2 separate regions of the Pan troglodytes genome follow, and region 2 is linked to region 1. Evidence: chromatin contacts called from public HiChIP or PLAC-seq data. All regions are on one chromosome and are shown on one strand. Each heading gives the region's core, a stretch centred on a gene start, on an enhancer-like site or on the middle of the called end of the contact. The rest is flanking DNA. Distances are from core to core; before and after follow the strand shown.

Region 1 (5,478 bases), core at 1,673-4,172:
TCATTTTCCCAGCGGAAAACCCTGAATAAACCCACCTTAGATAGGAAGATAAGCAGAAAAGGGCTAATTAAATCTATCTAAATATATGTAAATAAAAATCTATATAGACGCAAATAAATATATATATAAAAGATATATATACATATAAAAGCTCAGGAAAAAAAGTTATCACATTGAGCTTTTGTGTTTAGTTACCCATCCAGAAAGGCTTTGTGGCAGAGTGATATATTCCAAAATGCTTTGAGATCAGGGAAAAGATAGCTACTTGCCTCCAGAAGTTTGGGATTATGTTTCAACTGTTATCTTATATGAACACCACTAAATTTGAACAGGTCTAGTTCTTTAGGGTTGAGGTACAAAGTGCCTGAAGAAAATTATCATAGTAAGAGAATATACAGCTTTTTAGAGGAGGCCATTTAAGGAAAAAATGATGACCTCAGCTAAATGGGAACTTGGCTTTTCTTTATCTGTATGTAAGAAGGAATAAACTTGAGGTCTGAGAGAGAAAGTTGGAGGAGTAGGAAAAAAGTACACCGGGGAACAAAGAGGACAAATTATTAGACAGCGAGAATACTGAGTAAGTAGGTTCCATCGGTAGGAGAGAATTACCAGTTAAGTAAGCAACTCAAAGTTGCGATTAGACAGGATAGATGTTTTATAAATATTTGCTAACTAGCATATGAGTATTAAAACTAGGTAAACACTGTATTCCAATTAAATCTAGTTTGACTTGTAATTCTAGTTTAAACCTTTTCTGGGGCTTTATTTTTCAGCCTTTTCATATCTACAGGTATTCTCTAACATATTTTCCAGATTTTTATGCCTTTACATTTGCTTAGAAAGTTAATTATACAAAATGCTTAGATTTTAGTTAAATCTAGATTCTATTTGGGAAAAAACTCATATTTAACAAGATTAGGTTTTTCTATAAAAAACATGAGTTATTCCAAAATAAATTATTTCTTCTTCATAACTTAGCTTTACAACCAAACCATACCATTTGAGGAAAGTGCATCTGATATAGTTTGCCTGTTCAGTGTCTCAACTTTTCTTTCCAATGTCTTAAGATTTTTGTCCTTTTTTTTTGATTTCCTAAAAGTGCACACAATTCATAACTCAAGCCATTTTGTGGATAAGATTAGTATCCAGTCTTCTTAAGGAGAGAGTGGTCTCTAATAATGGTATTATTCTAACACTTCTAGAAGGAAAAATGTATCACAGTGTATAATGAAATCACCAAGAAACAACACTATACAGAATATTTTCCTCGATACAGAAGTCATTCACTATTGTATACTTATAAGAAGTGGCAATAAGACACTCTATCATTTAATATTACAATGTTTATACACAACTTTTTGTTCTCAAAAGTACTTTGACATGCCATTTAGTTTTTTACAGTGCTTTTTCCGAAAAGGTCCAAGTGACAAAAGAAAAGAAAGAACTATTTCAAACACAAATATTAAACATTTAATGGGATATGGCGGAATAAGCACTGGAAGTCAAGAGACTTGTTTCTAATCCCAGCTCTGCCTGTAACTAGCTGTGTGACTTCATATGCGTCACTAAATCGTTTCTTAAATTGTAAAGAAAGTAGTTCTTAATGTTTAAATCTGAATTTCTAAAAATCTACTACAATTAAGGTACTTTCAAATATTACATTATAATTAACAGCCCAATTAAATATAAGCCATTTTGCCATACGTGTTTAGTCCTTCGCTTTTGTCTCAATTTGACCTGAAGCCTGGATCAATTAGTCTGCACACTCAAGACGTACTCTGGAGCAAGAGGGACTAGGGAAAGATTCTTTTAAGATGGGATGATGCTGAGCAGGTTAGGCAGTTAGGAATGAATGCATATTCAAATAAGGCGCAATGAAGAAGAAATCTGCTTCCATGGGGAAATACGTTGCAATAAGATTTGAGGGAGGCCTTGAGCTGAGATTGTCAGGTAACCACACCTTCCACCCTTCAAACTCTATTCTCCCAGTGGAATCCAAACCAGTCTCCAGTTCCGGGTTCCCAACCAATCGCATCAAGCCACAACAGAGGGATCTGCCAACCCGGGCACCGCTTCAGGGATCTTGACACAGTGAGATTCACACAACCCCAGCACCTGTCGACCTCACACTCTTCCCAAATGGAGAGGGTGGGAAGGAACGCTAGGTCTATGCTTGGTCTTTTCCGATTCAAGCTACCACCAGGTCCACTGGCCCTCGAAACTGAAACCCCCGGACTTCGGGGAGAAGGGGAAGCTCCTACGCCGTGACTACGTATCAGTCCCTCAGGGCTAATTCTCCCATTCTCCCCCGACCCTGGTTTCTCAGGCCTCGGGGACTCCGCGCCTGGAAGCCGACAGGCGAGAATGAAGGCAGCGGGGGAGGGTACACTCCAAAACACTGGAGGAAAAAACGGAAAAGCAGGGGCAGGAGTAGCAGTGTTCCCCCTGGGCGAGGGCCGGAGGCCGTTCGTGCGTCTGTCGATGGGTCTGTCATTCCCTCACTCACCAGGAGCAGAAGGGAGCATCTGAGGTCGGGTAAGGATAGGAAGACGGCAGGATGCATGGTAACGCTGGGGTCCGTGGCAGGGACAGGCGCTGGCGGCTGGGACTGGGCTAGGTTGGGTTGGGTTAGGAAAGGGCTGGGCTCCGGGAGCCGACGGCAGCGGAGGATTCTCCAGGCAGCGGCACCTCGTCCTCTCGACCCGGGCTCCAGCGGCGAACACCCGGGACAACTTCCAGAGAGGCCTCTCACACCCTCACTTCCGGGTCCTGCCCACCTCGGTGCACTTCGGGAAATGTAGTCCTGCACTAGCCTCACCCCGCACGTCGTCCGTCATCTAGAACTTCCTTTCCCATTGGGCTCTCGGCCCCGGTCCACTGAGTCCTCTACGCGCGGGGTCCTGTGGGATAGAAGGGCGGAGGGCGGGTGTACGCGGTGCTTCAGAGGATGGGAACTACAATTCCCAGAAGGCTGTGCGGCCGAAAGCCTCGGGCGGCCTTTTGAGGGGCTCGGCTAGCTTCAGCGCCGTGGGGTCTGACCTGGCTGGGTATAGTGTACCGGCCCGGCAGGAGGGGCGGCCCGGTCCGGGTTGCGCCTCCTGGAGCCGCCCCCGGGACGTCAGTCCTGGAGGAGGCGAGGGTGAGTAGGAGGGGGCCTGGCTGGGGAGGCTCGGATCATTCGGTCCGCACCGCCTTGGACCCTGCTGCAGACTCACGGCCTTCCTGGCCTAGGCTGTGGCCTGAGCCTCCATCATTGGCCTCCTCGCCCGCTGCCTCTTCTTTCTGCTCTAATTCCTGCATTATAAAGTCAGAGCCACCACTCGGGGCCTCAGTTGAATGAGTCAATGACTTATCCCTGATTGTCTCTGAGGGCTCCTGTAAGGAGTAGATGTGGTACGGGATGGGATAGCACGTCGTAAACTGGAAAACTGTGTGAGTGATTGCTGCTAAGGCGTGGATCGCTCCTCCAGTATAATTACGAAATTCCCTAGCAAAGCAGTCGAGGATCCTAACTTGGCCCCAGGTAGCTCTGCGGCTTCTTCTGCAAACACTCAGCGAGGTCCAGGAGCCCACGCGATCTCTGCTTAGTACCCAGGAGGCACACTGTGCTTTTGTGGTTCCCCCTGCTCCCGCCTTTGCTTCAGCTTTCCTGCTGCCTGGAATGGCCTTACCCGTTCTCTCTCTGGAATGCTATCTTAAATGTCACCATCTCTGAGAACTTCCCGAACAACCAACCCTTTAGTCCTAATCAGAATTACTCTTCCTATGAGTGTGACTGCAGTACCTCTAGTTTTGTACGGTTATAATTATTAGAGCATTTATTACACGGGCTTGTTGTATTACACGGGCTTGTTGTATAATTAGGCACCTTTGCATTTTATAGCACTTTATCAAAGTGGTTTTGACTTTTTTCTATAAAAAATGATTTATTTTCTTAAAGGGGCAAAAAATACATTTTTTCTTAAGGAAAAAAAAGAGCCCTGCATAATGGCTTTCTCAGGGTGACAAAATTAGACAGTGGCAGAGCCAATACTCTTACCAAGGCTGCCTAACTCCTAGACTAGTGCTCCTATCTCTTGTCCACGCCCCTGACAGAGCCCAAAGATAGTTGAAATGGGAAATTTTAAAAGAGCAGAGACTTGTAAGTATGAATTCATTATTCAAGAAATTAAACTTTGATCCTGCTCACTTTTTGGACTTAGCACTCAGCCTGTGACCTTTCATCCAACAAACATCTACTGAGTACTGGCTATATACCTGTTACTGTGCTAAGTGCTAACAATTATGAAGTAAAAAGTATATATATATAATATATATTATATATATTATATGTATATATAATATATATAATATATATTATATATGTGTATATAATATATATTATATATTATATAGTGTATATAATATATATTATATATTATATAGTGTATATAATATATATTATATATTATATAGTGTATATAATATATATATTATATATACATATAATATATATATTATATATAATATATAATATATGTGTATATATAATATATATTATATATGTATAATATATACACACACACACATATATATAAAACAGAGATCACATTTTTAGTGTATTTTTCAAAGGGTATAAAGAACTTTTTTTGTGGTTCTGATGTGCCTAAAACTCTGATCACTTAGAATGAAAAATGACAGGTCTTAGAGTTTAGAACAGTGCCTAGCACATAGTTGTCACTCAGCTTGTTGAATGAACGAATGTGAACATGGTCTACCCTTATTATTTTTTGCATTTTACAGAAACCTAGAAAGCTGACGTAGCCTGAGGACACACTGCTGATTATAAATACAACTGGGCCTAGAACCCAAGTGCAGTTACTCCCCTCCCATGTTTTCACCTCCACCTCTATTTTGTAGCTTCTCTCAAATAACCTTAATATAATCCTGGATATGACAGTAGTTCTTCTGACATGACTGTTAGACTCAGACATGACTGAAGTGTCTCACAACACCCTCTTCCTCCATATTTTCTGCCAGTCCTTAACTCAAATTGTCAGCAAAATAAAGACGTAAGGAGCTGTGCTTTACCATAATTAAGAAAGTATTAATATGTTCTCTCAAGGGCAGAATTTGAACCAATAATCCTTGTCGATGACAAGACAAATACCAGCTCATCCGTTATAAATTTATCTTAGAAAACTCTCAGATCCCCAGGAGTAACAGCGATTGGCGTGACCTGCTTTTTGGTGAAATCAGAAAAGGACTTGCCTACCCTCATGGCAGCAATTAACTGGAGCTGATTAACAGCTGCTCCCTTTAGATAAGTACATATGCTTGAGTTTACCGTGATTCTGTGACTCCCTACGTTTCTAACAGTTGTTACCTCTCTGGTCCTTGTAGGCATTCAGCCTTGGAACTTTGATAAAGCAGCTTAAGGGTTTAGGAAGGATGTTTAAGATCACTGATGCAACTATTCATCTTTCCTTCCCATCAGGT
Region 2 (5,478 bases), core at 1,964-4,463, 280 kb before region 1:
CCACGAACAGTTGATTGGCTCAGGGAGGTCAGACAACAGCCCTCAGTCTAACAGAGCAGTGCAGGAACAGATATTGGCCACTTGATAGGAAGAAAAGGATGTAAAGGAGTAAGGATGTAAAGGAAGGAACGGATGTAAAGGAGTAAGGCTGTAAAAAACAGAAAAGGATGTAAAGGAAGGTGGAGGGGAGAAGGGAGGAGGATGCACAGAAGTAACCAAGATAGAGGTCCAGAAGACACACCCACTCAAAGAGAGGAAACTTTGCTTGGAGGTTCTCAGCCAGGGAGAAGAGTTTTTTTGTTTTGTTTTGTTTTAAATTTAGGTAAACAAGGATACTGGTTTGAAACGGTCACTGGAGCCCAACTCATATGAACAATTTAGCAGCTTTATAACAACCCTGAGTGGGCAAGGACCTTTCATACATATTAACATTTAGAAAATGTAGTTTATTGAATAAATTCATTGAAAGATGTCATGTTTCCTAAAAACTGTACCTAATTTTAGGGTTCCTGCTTACAGTGATTCCAGTTCTACATGAGAGTTTTAATTGAAGGAGGATTAGGGGGGTGAGGGAGGTGCAGAACACAAATGAAATTTTTACAGCATGGAAATAAAAGTATTTTTAAATCTTCTTGGGGGTGAAGAGTTAGGCAAGAAGTAATACGTGGAAACTGTCAAGTGCTTCTCTACACATCCACCCACCAGATACCATCGCAGCCGGCTGGGGGAGTCTCCCTCTTCTTGCCTGACAGCTTCACTTTCTTTGAGATCTGGAGCTGGTGATCACACTGGCCCGTCATGGTATTTTCAGTTAACAAAGCAGTTACTCAACGGGGGAAAAAGCCACAAAGGAGCAGAGCAGCTGCTGCTGCACCCGTGATGCAAGTGCAGGATGAGCCCCGGGCCGCCACCGCCGCCTCGGCTCCTCCGTGACGTCCGGGAAGGGTATCCCCGGCACTCAGGAAGTGGTGGCCGCGGGCAGCTCCACCCCCACGCGACTCGGGGCTGGCCGAGCTGCCGGGTGGTAGGACCGCCGGGCCTTCCGCAGGGCGGGCGGGGATCACCGTCTCCCCACCTCCGTGCGCACACACATGCACGGGCCTCGCGCCCAGCTGTCGCCCGCGCCTCGCCCTGCTCACTTCTCACAGCCCGCGCCGGACGAAGAGAGCCGCCAGCGCCCCCCCTCTCTCCCACGGCTCGCGCCCACTCACCCCGACCCCCGGCGCCGAGCCCGGCCCCGCGTCGCCGGTCACCAGACCTGGTCGAACCGAGTCCAAGATGGCGACTCCGCCCCCGCCCCCTCCGCACTCCCGGCGGGGTCAGGGCGCCCCCTCACGCGGCGGGCTCGCGCCCGAGACCCGTCTAAAAATAGCCAGGCCCGACTATATTTGGTTCGGCCGGATCCTGGCGCGGCCGCGCGCTCCCCGCCCCGCCCCGCCCCGCCCCGCGCGCCCTGCCCCGCCCCGCGCGGCGTTGAATGGAGAAGGGGCGGGGGTGACCGAGGGGAACCTACTCCGCTATCTGCGGCGCGCGCCGGCGGCGGGTCCCGGCCAACCGCCGAATTTAGTAACATCGCCTGCGTCAATCACGCGCCTCGCGTGCGTCAGCGCCGCGCGGCTCCAGGTCCTGCTCCCCACCTTCAAGCCTTTGAATGGATACAATGTAGCAGCGCCCTCCTTCCTTCCGAGGCTGGATTGGAACCCGCCGCAGTGCAGAGACTCGGTTGCTCTCGGCTGGGTCAACTTTCGGGGCATCCTCCCACGATCCTCTCCGCACCACCGTGTCTGAATTGGAAGTGGAGGCGAAGAAAGATATACATGCCATATTTACCTATATGTAGTTTGTTTTCAAGTTTCTGGTCCTAGCTCGAACCTTCTTCGATTCTGAAATGTGTGCTGTCTACAAAGGAATCTTGTATCTCCCCTCGGCGCAGCGCCCCCCGCCCCCGCCACACACACACAAATTGGGACAGGTCAAACATATAAAACGGTATTTGTGATTCAAGCGGACCACATGGGGACCACTCTATCTGCATTGTTTCACTCAAATATTTTCTCCTGTCCAAAAATTCATTTCTGAAAGAGACTGCGTTCACTCAGCAGCAACCTTTGGGACTAGGGGTCTTTAACTCTGATAAATTTTGTTTTCATCAAGAAATTTACACTTAAATTTATCATTTCCAGGAAGAAATTGCTCTCCTTCATACAGTCACCCAGGCTTTCGGCACACCATTTCATGACAAATGTGTCCCAGGAGACCAAAGCAAATCCCCTAGCGAGGGACTGACTAATAAATCCTGTTGATTGATTTCGAAATGTTTAATTTGGGAGATGTGGGCGGAGGGCATCTACAACCATCAAAAAGTGAAAGTGCTAGTTGAGAGTTCCATTTCTGACCCGGTGCTGGGGAGGAGGAATGATTTGCAATAGTCAGACCCGCTCAGCTGTTCAACACGTGTGTGTTTGTTTTACACACAGAGTAGTTTCTGCTGCAGCGCGCGTGTGCATGATGGATGTGCACTTCGCTGGGTTATAACGTGTCCAGTTAAGAAACCCACGCCGTACGTGTAAAGAAATCAAACCTTATCCCCGGAACCATCTGCATCCCTGTGTGAAACACGCACCCAGTAAATGATGCGGGGAGGGGGGATTAGCCTGGGCGCAGAGGACCGGAGCAACGTAAACAGCTTTAGAACCTCTGCAAGAGGAAAGTGCAGCTGCACCTCAGGGCGTCTTCGGGCTGGTGCCAGACGCCTTCTGCACCGGCTGCCAGGTCACTGGAGCTGGTCAGAAGCTGGCTGGCGGAGCCTTCCCTTTTGGAAGAGCTGTCCTCTCCCTTACCCCCCTCCCCCTGGCTCCGTGCCTCGGGGCAGCCTCGGAGGCGCGCCAGCAGCACTCCTCCAACTCTACTCCACCCGAGCCTGACAGCTGGGCGGTCCCGCCTGACCCGTGGGCAGGCCGCTGCACCCTCCCGCAGACGCACGCCCTGGCGAGCGGTTCCGCTGCAAAAGGGATGGCACCGTGAGTCCGAGAAGCCCCCAGGCCGGGGCCGGCCGTGCGGCGGAGTTTCCATTGTGCGGCCGTGCGACTGGCCGAGGAAAGCGCGCGCGCGCGCGCACACGAACACACACACCCTCCCTCGCACACGCGGAACCGGCTAGGCCAGGGGAGGGAGGAGGAGGGTGACGTAGCGTCCCATGGCGTCACATTGACGTCTCGCATTCCAGGCACTCTATGGAGAGGCCGCTAGGGCTCCTGTGGCATAAATGACGTGCCGAGAGAGCGAGCGAACGCGCAGCCGGGAGAGCGGAGTCTCCTGCCTCCCGCCCCCCACCCCTCCAGCTCCTGCTCCTCCTCCGCTCCCCATACACAGACGCGCTCACACCCGCTCCCTCACTCGCACACACAGACACAAGCGCGCACACAGGCTCCGCACACACACTTCGCTCTCCCGCGCGCTCACACCCCTCGTGCCCTGAGCCCTTGCCGGTGCAGCGCGGCACCGCAGCTGGACGCCCCTCCCGGGCTCACTTTGCAACGCTGACGGTGCCGGCAGTGGCCGTGGAGGTGGGAACAGCGGCGGCATCCTCCCCCCTGGTCACAGCCCAAGCCAGGACGCCCGCGGAACCTCTCGGCTGTGCTCTCCCATGAGTCGGGATCGCAGCATCCCCCACCAGCCGCTCACCGCCTCCGGGAGCCGCTGGGCTTGTACACCGCAGCCCTTCCGGGACAGCAGCTGTGACTCCCCCCCAGTGCAGATTTCGGGACAGCTCTCTAGAAACTCGCTCTAAAGACGGAACCGCCACAGCACTCAAGTACGTATGAGATTCGCCCAGTTAATAAGGGGACTTGCTAAAAAAGTTGGCTTGCTGGGAAGCGTCGCTCCTGAAATTGACAACTTTGAGTGTGGGGTTCCCTCCCCTGACCTTGCCGCCCGGCTCCGGCTTTGCTAGCCCAGCGGCCCGTAGGTTCTGATCTGAAACTTTTCCCCTGTAGTGGGCCCGCGGGGATCTCTGGAGCTCGTGGGATTCCTCCCCCCACTCGAAGAGGCGAAAAGCCTCTAACAAAGGGGAGGACCGGGATTTGTGCTATAGCGGCTCCAGCGATGTAATTCAGGGTATTTCGGCTCTAGTTGTCATGGTAATGATGCTCTCGGCGGCGGCGGCGGCGGCAGCGGCAGCGGCAGGGAGTTGCAGCTCCGGTGATGAACGGCAGTAATTTTCCTGCCTTTTAAGTAGGATTGAAAATAGGAGCTCTGGTGGGTCCAAGTAAATGTTGCTAATGGTGGCACCGAGCTGGTTCTCTGGAAGGAAGCTTAGGAGGGAAGGGCCTAGGCAGCGACGGCCAGAGTTTGCAGACGCACTCGGAGGACCTCAGGAAAGAGGGCGTAATTGTAGGAATGTGGCTTATTGTATTGAAATGAGCCTGGGGTTCCACTAGGCACGTCTGCCTGGCGTCGCTGACATGCCGGTTTACACTTTTCCCTTAGGAGGTAAATCGGGTGTAATTGGCGACTCCCGCACACTGACACGTGTGGGGACGGTGTCCCTCTCTTCTGGACGTTGGCTCGGTGTGGGAAAGGCATGCTTTTTCACTGACAGAACTCGCGCTTTTGGAGAAGTTGCTCCGAGTGTTTTACTCTTAGTAGAAATGAAAGTTCTCGGTGGTGAGACCAGAGCGGTCATGCGAGCGCAGCCTGCGGAGACTGACTTCCAAAGGCACCTCTCCAACCTGTTGGAAGCCTCGGGGCAGTGGTGAGGAAGAACGCATTTGTCCCTTGATTTCCAAAAACGTTCTTGGAGATTGCCTTTTATTTATTTATGCGTCCGGATTCTCCAGAGGGAAGAGCTGCGAGGAGTTAGTAATCAGAAATGTCGGGCTGTGATCCCAGGGCCTTGTGGTGCTGGGAGAGAAGAACAGGGAGCCGTCATTCCATCGCGAGTCCAGTGCCGGATCTCCTTTTCCCACGACCGGGAAATATTTTATAGAATCAAGTTAGGGAAAGAAAAAGCTGCCTAACGTGGCTAATGGGCACAATGAATGAAGTTACTTTATTCGAGTTATTTTCGCTGAACAAGATGCTCGCAGAGTTAGTACCAAAGCCTCCTTAGGCCACAGCAACCTCCACGTCCGCTCCGCCCCCCACCCCCCGGCACCCATCCACCCCGTTCCCTGGGACCGTGCGCTCACAGAAATTCTTCCCCGCGGTTTGTCTAGTCTCCCTCGGTCTTTCTGAGAATCTCAGTCTTTCCCTTTCTGTCAGTCTCTCCCTCGCTCCTCTTGCCCCCGCCCAACCTCCGCCCCCGCTCCCCAGGGTTGGAAACTCCGCAGAGGAGCCCCGGTCACAATGGTGCGTTTCACGGTTTCCTCCACACACTTCACCACCGGGAGGGGAACACGGGGGTGTTCCTTTCGTCTGCCCACGAGAAAGAAAGGGGCTTTGACAGAGGTAGTTATTTCTTCCTAATTTACAACCCCA

The links. HiChIP or PLAC-seq counts read pairs in DNA pulled down with a chosen protein or histone mark.
Region 2: an H3K4me3 HiChIP or PLAC-seq map of stem cell-derived excitatory neurons shows a contact between it and region 1, with 7 times the contacts expected there. The contact joins the promoter of NR4A3 here to the promoter of ERP44 in region 1. A contact is called at or near these places in 1 of 7 Hi-C or Micro-C datasets (stem cell-derived neural progenitor cells) and 1 of 1 datasets of contacts at active chromatin or transcription factors (stem cell-derived excitatory neurons).

What each region holds. Positions count from the first base shown.
Region 1 is chr11:38,413,161-38,418,638 of NHGRI_mPanTro3-v2.0_pri, reverse strand. ERP44 (endoplasmic reticulum protein 44) reads right to left here and starts at 2,922. Exons shown (of 12, transcript XM_003312200.4): 1 at 2,507-2,922. The coding sequence starts at 2,563. It overlaps INVS (inversin), which reads left to right and starts at 3,010. Exons shown (of 18, transcript XR_001720931.4): 1 at 3,010-3,139.
Region 2 is chr11:38,692,478-38,697,955 of NHGRI_mPanTro3-v2.0_pri, reverse strand. It overlaps NR4A3 (nuclear receptor subfamily 4 group A member 3), which reads left to right and starts at 3,213. Exons shown (of 8, transcript XM_003951483.6): 1 at 3,213-3,814.